Regions from separate parts of the Gossypium arboreum genome. Here region 2 is linked to region 1. Evidence: chromatin contacts called from public Hi-C data. All regions are on one chromosome and are shown on one strand. Each heading gives the region's core, a stretch centred on a gene start, on an enhancer-like site or on the middle of the called end of the contact. The rest is flanking DNA. Distances are from core to core; before and after follow the strand shown.

Region 1 (6,949 bases), core at 1,509-4,008:
GAACATGAGACACTGACAAATACTCAAATAATCAGGAGAAGGAAGCTGTTGGTAAACTTTAACAAGAAGCCGAAGCACCTGCATGAATCAAAAAGTAATGGCATTGAGGATCATGCATTCCAAGAAAAGAGATACTAAGAAAGGAAAACAAATTGTTTTATTAACATCAAAATAACCAGTGGCTATGGCATTTACAGAAACTACAGATTATATGAAACTACTAAAATAACTTCCTTACTTCTCGGCGATAAACAAAGGAATGTGAGACATTAATGGAATATGCTAAAGTCAGATGAACATTATCACTCCTTGTTATTGCTTCCTCAAGTTTATCTAGTCTCCGGCACTCAATTGCGATTCCCATGGCTTGGTGGTATTTTCCATCCATCAGACACCTAATGAAAGAATAATAAGATAGGAAGACTAGCCCCAGAATATATTCATCAAATACAAAAGCAAGCTCTACATACCTATCCAGCATTCTCTCCACAATAGCTTCTAACCTAGGGTCAACTGATGCCACTTCAGCACTCGATTCTGCTGCCTTTGACCGAAGGCTGGCATACTCATCTATCGCCTTGGCTGAAATGAAGAGCATAATCCATCAACAGCTAGCAATGTCGAAATTAAAACAACTGAAATACAATATAAAGAACACCAAATGAACGTCTAGGTTTGTGTAAACCCTCACTTGAAGTGAAATGTAATCACCTAAGAAATACAGGGCCAATTTCAAGTAATCGAACAGTTATTAATAATTACAAACTACAGTAAATGAATCAAACTTCTTACAAAGGAGAGTATGAACATAATCAGAATCCTCAGAAACATCGAAAAGGGCGCCAGCTCCAAGAGCATAGGACAATGAATCATTGAGTTCACCCAAGTAATAGAAGACCTGAGGTGAAGAACAATATTAGCCCAAAAAAGTAGAAGTCAGCAGAGAGAGAATTAAGCAACAATCAATTAGACAGAAAGTATATACTTCTATTAGTTCTCAGTTACAAATTGTAAACACAATTCAAACAACGTTCCACAATCAAACCGCAACATTGTTTTGACATGATAAGTTACCCAATGAAAGTTATAGTATCCAAAAGTTTGTATACATAAAAATACATATAAATATATATTTGATCCATAATTGGATATCTTAAATAAGATTTTTTCCATTAATCACTCAGAAGTGAACATTTGTTGGGCGCTAAAATTTGCTAAATCAACAATATTGGTTAAGAAACTTGTCCCGAACACGCAAAGAATCAGATTTTGTAGTTCTGATTTTATTTTCCCATTTCCATAAAGAAATCGGTAGCTCAATTTCCAGGAAATATGCTAGTTATATGCATTCACTCATAAAACATATGCATGCATAGAAAAACAGACTGAGAGGAACAAGAGAAGAGGACCTTTGAGACAAGCAGCGCAGCAAGTTGTCTCTGATGCTGGTCGAATTCTTCATCTTCATACAAGCTTTCTCTGGAAACCATAAGTTTAATATCAGCATTTAAGCACGGAACTCGTGCATGCAGTACATTGCTTTAATTTGAATCACTCCACCACATAAAACTTAAATAAACTATCTAAGAGTTGAAAAACGTGATACATAAATTTAAAATAAGCTGAAGGTGGATGAATGAAGATAAACCTAGACATCCCCCTCCCCTTCAGTATATCTGTCAATATTAGCTACGACATAGAAAAAATAACTAAAATATAACAAAATCCACAACATGACATGAAAAAAGTAATATGACATAAACAAATGAATGTCTCAAAATATAAATATACAATATGATATATTAATTATCAAATTTTATATAAATATAAAATACCTTAAAAACAACCATGACACGAAATACAAGAACACAAAACAGACACAATTTACCATGTCTACCCTTAGGCCCCTACCAAAATGAATTTTTTCCAAGTGAACACAAAGCATAATCTAGTGTAAATTTTTGAAAATCACCGTTTCCATTTTCTTATTCACTCAAAAGTTATAACTTCTTAAGTAAACAAATCAGTACCCACATTGCACAACAATTGCTTTTAGTTCTTCCTAATCTAAAACTTGAAAAAATTTGTTCAAACAAGCTAGCCTGACTAAAGCAATCAATTATCACATAAGCAAAACTGCAATAATTAAGTTGAACCCCTTTTGCAAGGTAAAACCTAATTCCAAAACCATAAATTAAAACAAGCCTAATCTCCATAGTAGCAAAAATTTCAAACTAGCGCACTTACAAAATTCAAACTAATTCTCAGTAAACATCAACAAAAGTTTTCTTCACTCCGTTTTCCTTAAAACTATCCACCACCAATCAGATCAAAATAACCAAACCGCAAACCCTAACAAAAAAGAATAAGAAAAAAAATACAGAAAGTAATAAGTATTACATTATAGGAACATTGGTGGAGATCTCTGGCCAAAATTGGTCCACGAAGCTGACAAGATTAGAGAGAGCATGCAACTTCAGCAGAGGATGGCTCTCATTGAGCATCGCCAATAACCCTCCAGCCGAGCTGACCATCGTCGCCGCTGCCGCTGCCGCCGCCATTATTATTTCTCCCAAAAATAAAAATAAAAAAAAACCCCTAATTTTCTATAATTAATGGGGGCCGGCTTTCGTCAATAAAAGAAGGGTAAATTGGAGATTTTACTTTTGAAATTTTGTCGGTAAAAGAGAACCTGTAGTAATTTACTTTCTTGGCAATTTAATCCATGTATAATTTTAAAGTAAGCAAACTTCAATTATTTTTGTTGACTAGCTTCTAATGTCACTAACTTTTAAATATTATATTTTTAATTACAAAATTAATGAAAATTTTTAAATTAAATTATAATATTTTTAAATGTATAATAATTATCACAAATTCTAATAAATTCTAATTATTTTTAAATATATAATTTCACATTTTTATTTACTTTATCTTTTTATTTTAAAATGTAAATTTAATAATATGATAAAAATAAAAAGTATTCTCATTATTTCAAAAAAATTCAAACTCATGCTTTTATATATATTATAGATAAATAAGCTATATGATAAGGAACAATTTAGTCCATCAAAATAAATTATGGGTGAAATTTTCATATATAACATTTTTTTTTTTAAAAAGGTAAATTCTACTATAACACCCCTAAAATGTTTCAATTTCCTTATGAGACTTTTCTAGGAATCTGATAAGAAAATTCAATTTTGGTGAATTCAAACAATTTTTGAAAAGTTGCGAAATCTTAAAAAACCATATTAAATTATTTTTAAAATTTCAGGTTTAATCAAATACAAATAAGAGTTGAGAGGTTAAATGATAATTTTATCACCAAGGATATTATAGTCATTTTTTTATTATGGCCACATATTTTCTTCCTTTGACATTTTTGCCAGACTTTTTTATTTTAAATATCATAAAACAAATAAAAGGGGAAAATCTCCATACTGGCCATCCTAGCAGCCAAACATTACAACAAAGGAAGAGAATATTCCATTATTCTCTTCTCTTCTTTTCATCTCTACTCATTTCCTCTTCAAATTTTCATTATTTTCTTCTATTTCTTACAAAAAGCCTTTACAAAAGTTACATTTGAGCTAAAACTTCTCATCATCTACATCATGCTATCACTTAGAGTATATGAGCTTATAGTAAAAATGTTAGGGGTTTTGGTAAGAACTCTTCCCATTTTAGTATCTTAGCATTTTATTTCATGTTTACTTGCTTTGAATGAGTTGTTGTATAACACCCCCTAACTCATATCCATTGCCAGAACAAGGTTACGGAGTATTACCAATGTAACACCCCTAACTCGTATCCAACGCCGGAATAGGGTTATGAGGCATTACCGATCAATACACATCAGTCAGATATATAACACATACATTTTTGCATTCATATATAAAACCCATCCAATACATTCACATTGTCCCTTATAAGGCTCTACCAGACCTTAAAACATGCTTGGAAGTGGTTTGGAACTAAACCGATAACATTTGCAAACTTTAGGAAACACATAAAATTTTCAAACATTCAAGGGTCACATGCCCGTGTGAACAGGCCGTGTGCCTCACACAACCACCAGACACGCCCATGTCACAGGCTGTGTGAAAACAGGGCGTACATACTGACTTGCACCACATAGCCGGAGACATGTCCGTGTGTTATGGCCGTGGGAAAACTGGTGGGGTTACTGACTTGGGTCACACGGCTGCCCACACGCCTATGTGCCAGCCCGTGTGTCACATACAGCCAGTAGACACGCCCGTGTGTCTAGACCATGTCAATCCTATAGGGTATACTAACTTAAATTCGAAGGGTACCCTAGGGGACACACGACAATGTAGCATGACCGTGTGTCACACACGGCTGAGACACAAGCCCGTATGGAAAAAATAGGCTATTTGCAAAGCCAATTTGCCACCCTTTTCTCATGCACACTTAGCAACCAAAATGGTACCAATTCATCATACAATAGGCATCCCAAAATCATCAACTAAATGCACAATTCATGCCATTTTATAATCAACCATTTCACTACTCAAATCCATAAACAAAACATACCAAATCAATATGCCAAAATCATCAAACTTACATAACTTTTAAATGCATTTCCTCATCATTTTATCATCTATTTCATGCTTCAAAACATACCATTTCATCATCTCAAAACCAAGCCACAACATGTCATCTTTCCAACATTGATTCACCAATTGACAAATAGCTATACAAGCAAACATATAACCATCACAAAATATACCAAAACATAAGACCATATATATATACATCACATATATCACTTATCAAACACATAATTCAAGCTATCTTGAATGGCCATACACACCATCATTTACAAGCTAAATCTGAAGGCTAATATCATAACTCAAAACATACCAAGATGACACTAGCCTATACATGCCATATACCATATATACAAAGCTTCAAAAATACCAACAAGATGATCGATAGTGTGACGATGTTTTTAATGATCCCCGAGTCTGAGCTAGCTTCGATAATCTATAAAACAGGGAAATAACACACAAAGTAAGCTTTAAAAGCTTAGTAAGCCATATACAAATAAATTATCACATGAATCAATATCATTTCCATCAATAGGCAACTATGAGTAAACATTTATAAGATCACAAACCTTTCTCATTGTACACATATTCAATATCATAATTGAATTCATCAAATACTTCCTTTTCATTACTTGTAAGAATCTCGTACGTACCTGAACCATTTAACTCATTCACACATTCTTTCTCGACTTGACTTTGCCCATTGAACCATTCGAAATTGTTAAGGATACTCGGAATCACATAAAGCTCGCACAATGCCATATCCCAGATATGGTCGAAATCGTTAAGGATACTCGGAATCACATAAAGCTCGCACAATGCCATATCCCAGATATGGTCTTACATGTTATCACATATCGATGCCACTATCCCAGACAGGGTCTTACACGAAATCGAATAACAATGCCAATGTCCCAGACATGGTCTTACACGTAACCACAATACAATGCCAATGTCCCAGACATGGTCTTACATGTAATCACATCTCGTTAACCTAATGTCATGACATCTGTATCCTATACTATTCCTAAGGTTCGTATAGGACTTTTGTATATCGTAATTTCATGGATTTTTGCTTGTATTTGCTCGTTCAACATTCGTAGCAATTCAATACTAATAAAACATATATACTTCAATTTAAAGACATTTATTTGCATATGAACTTACCTCGTATTGAGAATAAATGGATTGGATCGACTATTCGACAACCTTCGATTTCCCTCGATCTAAATCCGATTTCTTTCTTTCAGGATCTATATAAATTTAAAATTAACTTATTTATTCATCAACACATTCAATTTAGTCCACAAACACATATTTAAGCCAATTTTCACTTTGCCCTAAACTTTCACATTTCTTACAATTTAGTCCTCAATTCATAAAAACACAAATTACACAATTTCTTTCAAAATTAATGCTAGCCAAATTCTTCATAAAATCCTAGTAGCCCATTATTTTTATTTATTTCATATTTCAACCCTTCAATTTACAATTTCACAATTTAATCCTTATTTGACATTTTTGTCAAAAATCACTTTACAAAACATTAAAATCTATCAACAATTATTCATTTTCCATCATTAACATTCAAAAACATCAAGCTATCATCAATGGCAACTCAAAAATTCATTAACCAATTCTAAAATTAAGGCGTAACAATCACAAAAACATAGAAATCATTAAAAACTGAGCTCAAAACATACCTTAATCAAACCAAGAATGTGTCGAACCCTAATGTTCTCCCATGGTTTCTTTCTCTTTTAATTTTCAGTGAAGATGATGATAATTTAGGCTTATTTTAACTTTGTTTTATTTATTATAACCTTATTAACCAAATTACTAAATTAACCTTATTATAAAACATTTAATTTCATCCATTTAATGCCCATATATGTCCATTCCCATTATTCATGGTCTAATAACATCATAAGGACCTTACATTTAATTAAACCATAGCAATTAGACACCTTTATCAAACAGAATGCAAATTTTACATTTTATGCAATTTAGTCCTTTTATCAAATTAAGCACTCAAATGCTAAAATTAGCTCACGAAATTTTCACACATATATAATCACATGTTGTAAACACCAAAAATAATATTAAAATGATTTTTACAACCTCAAATTTTTAGTCCCGAAACCACTATTCTGATTTAGCTAAAGCTGGATTGTTATAACCAAAGTTTACAGAATATTTACAGATAATTCATGTCATTTACTATTCATTTCTCGAGATTATTCATATCGTCCCTTAAATGGACCCTCGAGGCCCAATATGAATATTAGAATCAAATCGGAACTAAATCGGGAACTCATAGAATTTTTTACAAAATTTCTAAAATGTTTCCTAGGTACAGGGCTCACACACCC
Region 2 (6,949 bases), core at 2,939-5,438, 140 kb after region 1:
AGCCCTAGACGGGGTTGTAGGATTCCGGTATCCTTTATCTCAAAAGAAGGCATTTAAGGTACAAAAGTTTAACAATAACTTATTACGATTGTGAAATATAGATTGAAAAACTTCACAATTGTCTACAGTTTTAAGTCAAACCTGATGAAATATTATCACTTGGATCCTCAGAGTTATCCTCGTGATCCAAGGAGACATCAACTGAAAATATCAAAGGCGAAATATCTTCAGGCTCTTGAGAAACACCATTGCTTTCATCCGCTTGCATACCAGGAGTATGAGAAGCACCATCCATATGTTCCGAAGCATCTAAGCCACCATCATCATCATCATCAGATTGTTCAGAGTTCAGTCTTAGCATAAGGTCCCGTATGCTTAACGGCTGTACAATTTTAAATTGATGATCTGGTTTATGCTGCTGATTAAATCGGCCTGGGATTGTGGCCGGAGATTTGTAGCATGATTCACATAGGTCAAAACCTATTTTCTCCACACAGTCTTTGCATTTGTATCTCTCCCCAATTATTGGTGACATCTGAAACAAAAACGTATGATATAGCATTGATAAAAGGTGTTTTATAACCATAGCAAATAAACAACCATAGAGCTTGTAATTGCAAACATGATATACCAAACTATATCTGCTTTAGGGTGGCACCAAAAAGGAATATATGAGAAAAAAGAAAACCCATTATAATAACAGAGTTGCTCTTTTCACATTACTAATGAAATCAACAAAAAGGAATATTATGTCTTAATTAAGGTTTCTTGTTCTGGAAACCTGTTAAGCTAATTCATTGGAAATCACTGAATTTTAACTCAACTTACCCCACAATAATCACAGCCCACTGCAACATGAACTTTTGGCCCATTGCCGAAAAACCATGATGAGTATACATCACTAGATATTGATGTCAGCTGGTTTGCATGTCGTGGAGCTTGTGTACCTAAGCTCAAACCGAAAAATCTTGATGAGTATACATCACTAGATACTGATGTCAGCTGGTTTGCATTCGTTGAGCTTGTGTTGAACCTAAGCTCAAATAGCAGAAATGAGTTAAACTAAAAACAGAAAAGCAAAATAAAGAAGTCAAAAAGTCTATAAAGTTTAACCCTTTGTGGCGCATAATTGACAATAAAAAAGTATATACTTACACCTTGTCAGGTTAAGAATGCAAGAAAAAAAGGGACAAACTCTAGATTTCATTTTACCAAGAAAAATAAACTATTAAAGAACTTTTTGTACGTGTGTGCACATGCATGTGGATTTCAGAAACAGAGACAGTCAAGAACAACACAAGCAGCTACAGTCTAAAGGTGTTAAGAACCATTTTCCCTTCCCTGTAGCCTAGATGCTTTGCATGGCATAATATGCTTAGTTGCAGTTTTGGGGAAATGCACCATGGATTGACCAGAAAGATTGATGATGCTCTCACTAAGACATGCATATGAACGTGGGGAAATGCACCATTCTTTCCTGCCTTACCAAAAGATTTAATATGAACCATATGTTCTTTTTATGGTTCAAATTAAATCTTTTTGTAAGGCAGGAAAGAATGGTACAATGATCAAAGCACCCTAATGATGAATGACGTTGAACATAAATGATATAAACATCATATATAATTCTGAGAGCAGGATACTAACAATTGGGTTCTTTGAGTCTTTCTGAATATTCCTCAGGAAACTGCTTTGCCAAGAAATGGTGTAGAATCAAACAAACACCCGGAAACCCATTTGGTTGCAAGCTTTCACAAACTTGACACCTGAGCATTTCATCCTTTGGAATAACAAAACAAGTTTCACAATATACTGCACCAAAGAAGAGAGAAAAGCATGTGGTAAACAATAATATCCTCTAATCCTTTTGACACAAATGGAAAGAATTATAAACTACCATGGCCACAATTGAGAACAACTGGTCGAAAGAGCAACCTATTGCATGCAGCACAGAGTAAATCAGCAACAGAAACCACCTTTTCATCTCTACGTTCAGAATCATTGCTTAGCGAAGTCTTTCCTTGGTTCAAAGCAATTGCATCAACTTCAAGACTCTCTGAATTACTCGTTATGCCATTTTCATCCTCCATAGTTGTTTTAGGTGAATCTCTGAATGATGATGATTCTAAAATATTTGAAAAACTTTCTGAATGCCCGTCCATTTGGAGATGAGCACAGGTGTTGTTATTCCTCAGAATATCTGAATTCTCACAAAGATTTGGTTCAACTAAATTTTGATCAAACTGAAGTGAGAAGTGGCCAGCTCTCTTCTCTTCTTCTGAACAAGGAAACAACAAATAAATCATTTTCCAACTCTTGAAGAGGTGGGGACAGGTGGGAGGGGAGTCTATGGAAAAAAAGTTTCTCCACCTGACAAGAAGCAAATTTTAGTCTTTCAAATGACCAAAAAGGACTTTGGTCAAAAGTTTTATCTTCCATGCATCAGTAAGAATTTCCACACAGACTGTTTCATACTAATTTATCATAATAAATCTGATTTTACAGGAGCGAGTTAGTACTATGCAACTAGTTGGTAATTCACATCATCACAGTGTACAAGTATCTGCAGCATTTAGGAGCAATGTTGAACTTCATCATTTCAATATTTGTTTTCTGGCTACTAGGTAGAAGAGATGTCCGTATCACAATAATCACTTCTCTACAAGCAGGAAATATTTAAAAGTTCACTAAAGCTTTAAGATGATTTAGTCAATTCACCAAAAAATGATAAAAGCAATTTTTCCAGCCAAAACATATAATTTATTAACAAATATTTTAGCATTTAAAGAAGAGGAGAAAGAATAAAGATACCTCTCACTTGTCTTTCCCTTCTATTATAAGCTACAGGATACAGCTTCAGGAGCAAAAAATGCAGCATCTGACAGACACTTGGGAAATGATTGTATGGGCACCGACAAATGGGGCAATGGGACTCATGAACATGATTCATTGCATTGTAGACACACCAAAAGCATGACATATGCCCACAGGCTGCGAATATGGAATGTAAAGGCAGCTTACAGGTAAAATCACACATCAAAACTTAGTTAAGCATATTGCTTGCTTACCTAATACAACAGGCTTGTAAAGTAGTTCCCTGAAAAACAGAAGGAAATCACCTTCAAACAAAGAGCTTCGATAAACTAAAAAGTACACCCAAATTGCAAGATGCTGTACACCATATAAGATCGGTGACCAAACACTTCACTTCTGCTCATTGATTGATATATGATTCTTTTTCACTAATAAATTCCCAGAAGAAAAGAATTAAAAGCATAATGAAAAGAATGAATTATATGCTGTTATGACAATAAATGGAAGAACACAGCAACGAAGTAAACAAGTAGGAGTTGCGATAGAAATTAATGATACCCACATATTAATTCAAAATTTGGAAGTTTCGTAACAAGTATGCTTTCTTCTAGCCACTAAAAGAATTCATTACTTAAATCAATAATCTGAGGTAAGGTCAAATTACAGTCATCAAATATCCACTAAGATGCTATGCAAGCTTTACCTAAGCTTGCTTTCTCAAACCTTTATATAAGTCTAACAATATATTGTTCCTATCTAAAATTATTACGTATAAACAATTCTATAATATCAATCTACCGAATCGCCTCCCAGCTAAATCTTGTATGCCTAACGGAAATTCGAAGTAGCATCTATCTATATCCCTAAAAATTGCATTTAAAATTCCTAAATTTCTAAAAACTACAATTTAATAAGATTTTTAAAAAATTAAAAAATAAAATAAAATCCTTGGGATAAGATTATACTCGGATTAATTTACCTTCCCGATCACATCACATATACTTCTGATGACAAACTCGAAACAAATTGCCCAAAAGATCATGTAATAACATATATATAGACAAATAACTAAAACAGGGGTAATTAGGAATAAAAAAAAAACTGACAGGCAAATGCAACATTGGAACTCGTCGAAGAATTCCTCAGAAGGAAGATCATTGGTTGCTTCCCTTTCCCCTTCCGCTTCACCTTTTCGTTGTTGATGTTGTTCAAGACATTCATCTTTCTTTGTTTCAGTTAGGGTTTCATCGATATTGATATTGGTTTTCTCCTCTTTCTCCATTTTTTTCCCTCTGAAACCCAAAGAAACGCGAGGAAAGTAAATAAATATATAATTAGAAAGTTGGGAGGCGACAACGGGGGAGAGATATGCTGTTTGGTTTTGCCGTTTAGGCCTTTGCTTTATGTTATGAGCTGGCATATTGGGCCTGACCGATAATGGGCTTCAAGTCAAATTTTGACTTTCTTTTTTTTTTAAATAAGAGATAATATGTAATTTAGCCCCTTGTCCATTTGTATTTGTTGGTTTCTAAATATTTTTTGAACCTAATTGTTTCCAGAATTTGTATTTTGTCAACCAGGTTTGTCCCTCCACCGAAATAGTTAATACTGTTCTGGTACAGCCAGTACACTCCGATCTAGCCAAAAAACGGAATCCTTTTGCATGCTTTTTGTTTCAACTCAAATTCCAGCTTGTTTCACTTGTACAACATTTTTCGCTATGTTTCGCTAATATCATTCAAAATGCTGTGTATCACCGGTATAAAAACTTACACCATGTTTGGTTGGAGAGAATGAGATAACATTCCCCTTTTATTCATTGAATGATAAATTATTTTTGTTTGGTTCAACGTAATACTCATTCAATAGAATGACCATTACTTCCCTATTACTTGTCTTCCCGTAATAGTTATTCTTTGGTTTCCAAATTAGTCCTTTAAAACTTGGGCTTAGAAAATATAAAAATAAAATATTTGAAATATTTTATATAATTTAATATAGAATATTTAATTTCAAAATATAATTTAAAATAAAATATTATAAACATTTTAATATAATTTAATATAATAATAATTATATTAAAATATGATTAAATTATATATTATTTTTATTAAATAATAATTATATTAAAATATGATTAAATTATTTATTATTTATTATTAAGTTATTTTTAATAATAATCCTATTAAAATTTAGGGTAAATTACACCAACAGTCACTCAACTTTGGGTTAATTGACAAAACAGTCACCTAAGTTTCATTTCAATCACTCAACTTTCGAAAAGTGACAAAACAGTCACTAACGTTATAAAAAAGTGACAAAATAGTCATTGATTAATAGTTTTAGATAGTGTGCTAACGGGACTGCTGATGTGGCAAGTTAACTTGTCACGTTGGTGAAGCATCTTATAGGTCTTGGTTTGGAGCGGCTTTAAGGAAAAAATTGAAGGGTTATGTTAGTTTAGGGTAAAAAATTAGAAGCTGGTTCTGATTAAGGGGATTTGTGAAAAAAAAAGAAAGGAAACCAATTTGGGAAAAATTGATTGTGATTTGGGTTGGTTTAGGTTTGAAACTGATTCGGGAATTGATTAAGAAGGTTGGTTTAAGGTTAGAAATCGACTCGATAATCGATTAATAGGGTTTAGGGTTAAAAATGATTAATCTTTTTCGTTTTGGGAGAAAAGAAGACGAAACCAGAAACCTATCAGTGTTTTTTATTCTCAGCGATAATTGTCAATAGAAGAGAAGCTGCCAATGTTGTTACATCTACTCTAACGGGTAAGTTTCTACATTTATTTTTTTTATTTTTTGGATTTAGGGTTATTTTGATTTCAAATTTGATTTTGATTTTGATTTTGATTTTGATTTCGATTTAGGGTTTTATTTGTTATTAATGTGCATGATAAATGAGGATTTGGTTATTAAAGCGAATGACATATAATGTGTATGGTATGCCATGCGCATGATGTTTATTGTTTGTATCAAACTGATGTTTATTGTTTGTATCTGCCATTGTATGAATGGTATTATCAAACTGATGTTTATTGTTTGTATCTGCCATTGTTTGTATCCTAGCTGCTATATTGTATATGGCAATATCAAATTTGTTATTTACCTTCTATATTGTACTGGTTATTGTCTGTTATTGCCTAGGTGTAGGGTTAAAGTGTTTGGTTATTATCTGTCATGTGCATGACAAAAATTGTTGTGCTTGTATTAAATTATTTTTGTATTGGTTGTTGTCTGCCATGTGCGTGACAGAAATGGTTGTGTTTGTATTAAATTATTTTTGTATTGGTTATTGTCTGACAGAAATGGTTAAAGTGTTGGCCTATGTTATCTGCTTTTATTGATGAGTGATTTGTTTGGCAAGTTTAATCGATGACAATTTTAATGAGAATGGAAAAGAAATGTCTGGCAGTGAAGTGTCTGGCAGTGATGCATTTGAAAGTGATGTGTCTAATAGGATAAGAGTTAATTTAGATGGTTTAAACATGGATGGTATAGAAGTAGATGAACTGTGTGATAGTGATGATTCTGGAAGGTTAGATAGTGCACATGAATCTGACCTAGAGAATGACATGAGTAATCCGAACTTAAGGTTGGAATGTTATTTAAGTCTAAAGATAGTCTAAAAGAAGCTGCCAAGCAGTATGGTAGGTTGAATAGTTATTTTATTAAGTTTCCCAAAAATGATCTAAAAAGGTTAAAGACAGTCTGTAGTAAAAAATGTTCTTGGTTCATATGGACCTCTAAACTAAACCCTAATGACCCTACTAACCAGACTTGGAAAATTAGGAGTTCAAACCCTAACCATACTTATTTTAAAGTATATAAAAATAATAATGTAACCTCAGTTTGGATAGGTGAATATTATATAGAAAAATCCATTGCTGATCTTGATTATTCTTTAAAATCATTACAACAAGATGCCAAAAGAGATTTATGTTGCATAGTCTCACTAACTAAATGTAGGAGGGGTAAACTTAGGGCATTAAAATTAATTGAAGGAGCTCATAAGACTTAATATGAGAAGATTTATGAGTATTTGTTGGAGATTGGGACCCAAAATGAGGGATAAACAACAATCTATTATCTAGATAATAGGTTGTTTGAAAGGATGTATGTCTATCTCC

Evidence for each region. A called contact is a pair of places that touch in the nucleus more often than the background predicts.
Region 2: a contact with region 1 is called in a Hi-C map of leaf, with 1.6 times the contacts expected there. The contact joins the promoter of LOC108465104 here to the promoter of LOC108473835 in region 1. A contact is called at or near these places in 2 of 5 Hi-C or Micro-C datasets (both in leaf).

Annotation. Positions count from the first base shown.
Region 1 is chr3:66,221,799-66,228,747 of ASM2569848v2, forward strand. LOC108473835 (26S proteasome non-ATPase regulatory subunit 1 homolog A-like) reads right to left here and starts at 2,759. Exons shown (of 13, transcript XM_017775618.2): 1 at 2,401-2,759; 2 at 1,410-1,479; 3 at 793-898; 4 at 471-582; 5 at 239-395; 6 at 1-78. The coding sequence starts at 2,561.
Region 2 is chr3:66,356,125-66,363,073 of ASM2569848v2, forward strand. LOC108465104 (E3 ubiquitin-protein ligase PRT1-like) reads right to left here and starts at 4,189. Exons shown (of 7, transcript XM_017765416.2): 1 at 3,921-4,189; 2 at 3,069-3,097; 3 at 2,812-2,991; 4 at 1,898-2,278; 5 at 1,648-1,812; 6 at 829-947; 7 at 1-535. The coding sequence starts at 4,096. The coding sequence ends at 131.